Linked DNA regions of Capra hircus: region 2 is linked to region 1. A link is a contact called in public Hi-C data. All regions are on one chromosome and are shown on one strand. The core of a region is the stretch at or near the end of the contact, and the rest is flanking DNA. Distances in the headings are between cores, read along the strand shown.

Evidence for each region. Hi-C and Micro-C count contacts between places; a contact is called where the count stands out from the background.
Region 2: a contact with region 1 is called in a Hi-C map of blood, with 1.7 times the contacts expected there. The contact joins the enhancer-like site here to the promoter of LMAN1L in region 1. A contact is called at or near these places in 3 of 5 Hi-C or Micro-C datasets (all in blood).

The regions. Positions count from the first base shown.
Region 1 is chr21:33,317,063-33,319,762 of ARS1.2, reverse strand. It overlaps LMAN1L (protein ERGIC-53-like), which reads left to right and starts at 1,320. Exons shown (of 13, transcript XM_018066365.1): 1 at 1,320-1,620. The coding sequence starts at 1,443.
Region 2 is chr21:33,353,784-33,356,483 of ARS1.2, reverse strand. No RefSeq gene overlaps it. Among named protein-coding and RNA genes, the nearest start is that of CSK, 13 kb to the right of the region's middle. Within about 2 kb of position 1,308, at least 1 of the 5 cell types and tissues checked has an H3K27ac peak or open chromatin away from gene starts, as enhancers often do.

The DNA.
Region 1 (2,700 bases), core at 71-2,570:
AAAAGGAAGGGGGAGAAGCGAGTGGAGGTGGTTGAGGGCTCAGTGTAGAGAAATGAAGTTCTTCTTTTAGCGTGTCCTAAAATTTTCCGTTTGCAGCCGTGGTTTTAATTAACTTGTAGAGCTTCAGTATCTTAATTCTACTGGGGGTTTACAAAGTACAGTAAAACTTAAGCTATCCAGAATTCTTGGAGGCACTCTGGAAAACCAAAATTTATTTGGATGAAAATATTTGAGATACAGGATTTTTCAGCTTTTTTTTTTTTTAATTCATTTGGCTGCTCCAGGTCTTGGCTGCACCGTGTGGACTCTTTCGTTGCAAAAGATGCAGGCTTCTCTAGTTGTGGCACGTGGGCATAGCTGCTCTGCAGCATGCGGGATCTTAGTTCTCCAGCCAGAGATCGAACCCACGTCCCCTGCATTGCTAGGCAGATTCCTAACCACTGGACCACCAAGGGGAGTCCCAGGATTTCTTATTTTTTCAAAACTTCTTTCATTATGGAAATTATCAAACATATAAAAGTAGAGATTAGAATACAAGGACCCCTCACGTCCCTACTACCCAACTTTAACAGTTATCAACTCAAGGCCAATTCTCTGCCATGCACACCCTGTTCCCCTCTTCCCACCCAAGTTTTAGGAGACTTGGAAGCAAATCCTAATGTTATATCAATTCATCCATAAAGCTTTAGTATAGTTCTCCAGAAGACGTAAGACTTAAAAAAGAAATTCTACCACAATACCATTATTATTCCTAAAAATTCTAACAAGAATCCCTTAATCAAATATCCAGTGTTCAAATTTCCCCATCTCATTTTTCCCCTCACAAGGTCCATGCGATGCATTTATTTGCTCTGTCTCTTGAGACTCTCTTTCTATTTTCACATAATTTATTTTTTTTATTCTCATATAATTTCTTCGTTGAGGAAACCACGTTGCTTGGAGGCATGAGTGTTTGGGAGTATGGGAGAGAGCTGAGAATCAAGGCAGTGAGAGCAGGACAGGGAAGGATGGGGGTGGTGGTGATGGCCAGACAGCAGGGACAGCCATCCGTGGGAAGGGGCCAGGATGCCGGGGCCCATCCCAGGCAGGGAGGAAAGTCAGAGCTGCTGATGGTGGCTCGTCCCAGTGATCCCGATGAGGCCCTGCAGCCGCGGGGACAGAAGGAAGGAGGAAGGATGGCCTGAGCCGAGGAGCTGGGCAGAGCTCAGGTTGGCAGGAGGTCAGGCTGCCTCATCAGGCTGGAGGTAAAGGGTGGGGCGGGGCCTGAGATCAGGCCTGAAAGGAACAGGATGTCTGTGCTGGGGAGGGAGGGAGAAGACAGTGCCAAAAACCCAGGTTCTGGGCCATCCTGGCTCCTCCCCACCTGGCCCCATCCCAGGAGCCCCTCCCTATCCTCCCAGCTGCAAATCCACCCTGGGGCCCGGCTACTAGTTCCCTTCGCAATGAGGGTGGTCCGTGGCCTGGATCCCTTGCTCTGCCTTCTGCTCCTCGTACTCCTGGACCCCCACAGCCCCGAGGGGGGCCATCTGCCTCAGCGAAGATTTGAGTACAAGCTCAGCTTCAAAGGACCGAGGCTGGCATTGCCTGGGGTTGGAATACCCTTCTGGAGCCATCACGGAGGTAAAATGTCGGGTGAGGACCAGCCTTGCCCAGTGTTCTTCAGAGCACGGGAGGGGCTGACCAGATCTGGGTGGCTGTGACTGGGTGGGGAGTGGGCCTGCCAGTACAGCCACTGCCAAGACGGGGCCAGGCCTGGAGCAGACAGTGCCAGGGGCCCCAGGACCCCCCAGCCGACCTGTCTCCTGCCCCACCACCACAGCCCCACCCCTACCTGTCCGCCTCAGCTTCTCCTGTCTGCCTCTCCCCTTCTCTGCCCTGGGACTTCTCTCTCCTTCTCTTCTTGCCTCTCCTTGGAGATCCCTTCACCACCCTGCCTCATGGACCTGTGCACACACACACACCTGCTCATAGGCTCAGACTCACAGACGCAAGGCAGCTTGGATCAGCACAAGCCGATCCTCTGGCGCTACACCGTCAGGCCGTGGCTGTCCAGGAGACCTGGGGCAGCCTGGAAGGAGGCAGCCTCGTGGCTAGCTGTTTCACCAGAGAGGGTCCCAGCCCTGCCCTGTGCATGTGTGTTGGGTGGAAGCAAGCACAAGAGCATCTTAGCCCGTACATTGTATTCAGGGCCTTCCAAACCCAGACCTACAAACAATGTCTTCTACTCGGTCTTGTTCTAAAAAGATTTTCGAGGACTTATATGGACCTATGCAACTGAGAGGAATTTAAATTTGGAGTAAGCCAGAAGAATGAGACATAGTGTTAGGACTGAGGCATGAAATGAGTCCGAGAACATGGCTTACTGCCAAAACATATGCTGTGAAGCCTTCCCACTCTTCAGAGTTGAGCCATGAACCGGGTTTAGAGCCTCCTAGCAGCCAAACCAAAGAGAGAAAGCAGATCCATTGTGTATTTCTGTGTCTATGAGATGTAATGTCTGAAAAACAGCATCATTCCTAAGACCACAGCAAATATCCCTTTAAGAAGACAGGCCCTCTTAGCAGGGTTTTAAGCCCAGTTCTCCCTCACAAAGACCCAGGAGGTAAACAAAGGAGGAGGCTGCTCCCCATAGCACGGAGCAGGCCCTGCCTCAGGTACAGGATGGTAGGACCACACTCGTTGTTTTGGGCCATGCCAAGT
Region 2 (2,700 bases), core at 59-2,558, 37 kb before region 1:
CCACCATCTCAGGGACTGAGGGAGGGGAAAATCAGAGACTTCACACATGTGCAAGCATGTACACACACATGGCATGAGCTCCAAGCACATCCCAGACAGCTGAATGGGTAGCCTGCTGTGGACCTCAGGCCTGAAGCTGGACACCTGCCTCTACCTGAAATTTTGGAATGTGCCTCTTGTAAAATGCTCCTTCTCCACCTGGGTGATCCAGTGGTTAAGAAACCACCTTCCAATGTAGGGGACACGGGTTTGATCCCTGGTTGAGGAACTAAGACCCTATACGCCACCAGGCAGCTGAGCCTGGGCCTCCACAACTAAGTGCTGGGTGCCACAATGAAAGATCCTCCTGACGAGACAAAGATCCCACGTGCTGCAGCTAAGACTCAACACAGCCAAGTAAATATTTTCTTAAAATAAATAGAATGCTGTTTCTTTTGTGCACAAACTTCAGGGCACACGTGTATGTGTGTCGTTGTGTATTTGTAAGCTCACGTGTGAGTATTCTTGGTGTGTTTATACTGAGAGCTGCTGAAGGACAACATCCAGTTCCTATTTTCCTCACTGTGTAATAATTTAATCAACAATCTTATGGGGCACGCTATATTATTTACCCCTTTTTACAGATAAGGAAGGGCTTGCCTGGTGGCTCAGCAGTAAAGAATCTGCCTGCAATGCAGGAGACTCTGGTTTGATTCCTGGGTTGGGAAGATCCCCTGGAGAAGGGAATGGCAACCCACTCCAGTCTTCTTGCCTGAAGAATCCCACGGACAGAGAAGCCTGGCAGGCTACAGTCCATGGGGTCACAAGAGACACGACGGAAGCGACTGAGCAGGCACACACAGATAAAGAAACTGAGGCACGGATCATCACATAAATTGTCCAGCAAGTAAGTGACAGAGACTCAAACCCAGGGGTGTGGGATGGCAAAGCCCGTGCCCTTAGCTCAACACTAGATAAATGTGCAACGAATAAATGAATAAGTGAGCCTTATGGCACAGAAGGGAAAACTGAGGTCTAGATAGGCACCTAGCAAGCTGATGTGTGTGAGTCTAGAAACCTAGCTGTCACCTTCCCAGGTGCAATCTCTGCCCCCATCAGGAGCCACCTCCCTCAGGACTGCAAGATACTGTCCCACTCCTGCCAGGCTCCAAAACAGTCCAGCAGGCAGGAGGTGGGAACGGGCAGGATCTCCTCTTTGCCATCCTGGGATGTGTCTGAGCTCTCCAGTCCCTCTCCTGGACCTGCAGCCCAAGGGAGTCCTGGCCTTGTCTGCCCTGCGCCCCCAGGGATGTACCAACGATGTGTCACAAGTGTGACCCTCTCCCCCTCCCCTCACCCAGAGAGGGCCCTAGGCCCCACCCTGAGGGCAGGTGGAAGTCCTTGTGCTTCCCCGCAGCTGTGCCTGTGCTAAGCCCGTGCTAAGCCCCTGCAGAGCCCAGGGGAGCAGCTGACCTGGGAAGATGCCAGGAGCTCTGAAATTCGCACACTCATCACACACAGGCCTGCTCCCTCCCACACCAGCGTCCCCTTTTAGCCTCCATCCCCCTCCCCACCCCCACCCACCCCCACCCCCCCCCCCCCGCAAAAAAAAAAAAAAAAGGCGTTTCCCTGCAAGGAGAGATGTGTAAGCCTAGGATACTGGAAAGCCTGCACCATGATCTGCCCTCCCAGGGGATGATGTGAAGGACCCACAGCTCACCCCGGTGCATGAAGCTGCCCCGACCATCTGGGGTCAGCACTGCCCCCCTGTGTTCCCCTCCTCCTGTGCTCCTCCCAGCACCCATATGCTTACATTCTGTTTGCCTCATGGGAGAAATATGTCTCTAATGCCAAGCTGAAAAGCTTCCTAGACACTTACTACAACTGTTTTCATCAAATTCTGCATTTCTCCCCCCCACCCCAGTAGCTGTTCAAAGGAAAGGTTCTTACGTTTCCCCATCTCCCCCTCCCCACCAAAGAAAGTTAGGCTTGTGATCCATTGGGAGGAAAGTTCCCCACCCACCTCACAGCTGTCCAGTTCTGCACCCCTCTTCCTGCCCCCCAGATGTTAGATCGGGTTCTGGCTCCTCCTGCTTGGAGCTGGAGCAGCAATAACGCATTCTGGCCTGACCCCTCGTGGCCACTCTGAGAAACACATGCTTCCCGAAGCCACTGACCCTCATCCGCAGTCCTGGGAACTCCACACCAAATAGAATCTCCCTGGTAGTTCAGAAGGGAAGGAATCTGCCTGCAATGCAGGAGACCAGATCCAATCCCTGGGTTGAGAAGATCCCCTGGAGAAGGGTATGGCTACCCACTCCAGGATTCTTGCCTGGAGAATCCCATGGACAGAGGAGCCTGGCAGGCTACAGTCCAGAGTCACAAAGAGCCAGACACAACCAACCAATCAACACTAACTAGGGAAAGGTGAGTTTATTTCACAAACACAGCTTCAAGACAGCCCTCAAGTCCTTCCTTCCCAGAAACTGTGGAGGATCCACCAAGAATGGCCAGAGGACTCTCCTCCCCACCACTTCCCCATCACTCCCTGGCCTGGTCTTCAGAGACACACCTAAAGTAGAAATTGCTTGTCCAGCTTCCTGATGGGAGTTCACTTCTGTTCTCTTACTTCCAGAGACAGGGAACTCACTTCTCCAACGCTGACTCATCTTTTCTGATCTGGAGCCCCAGGAACACTGACGGTGTAGACCCATCCCTGAC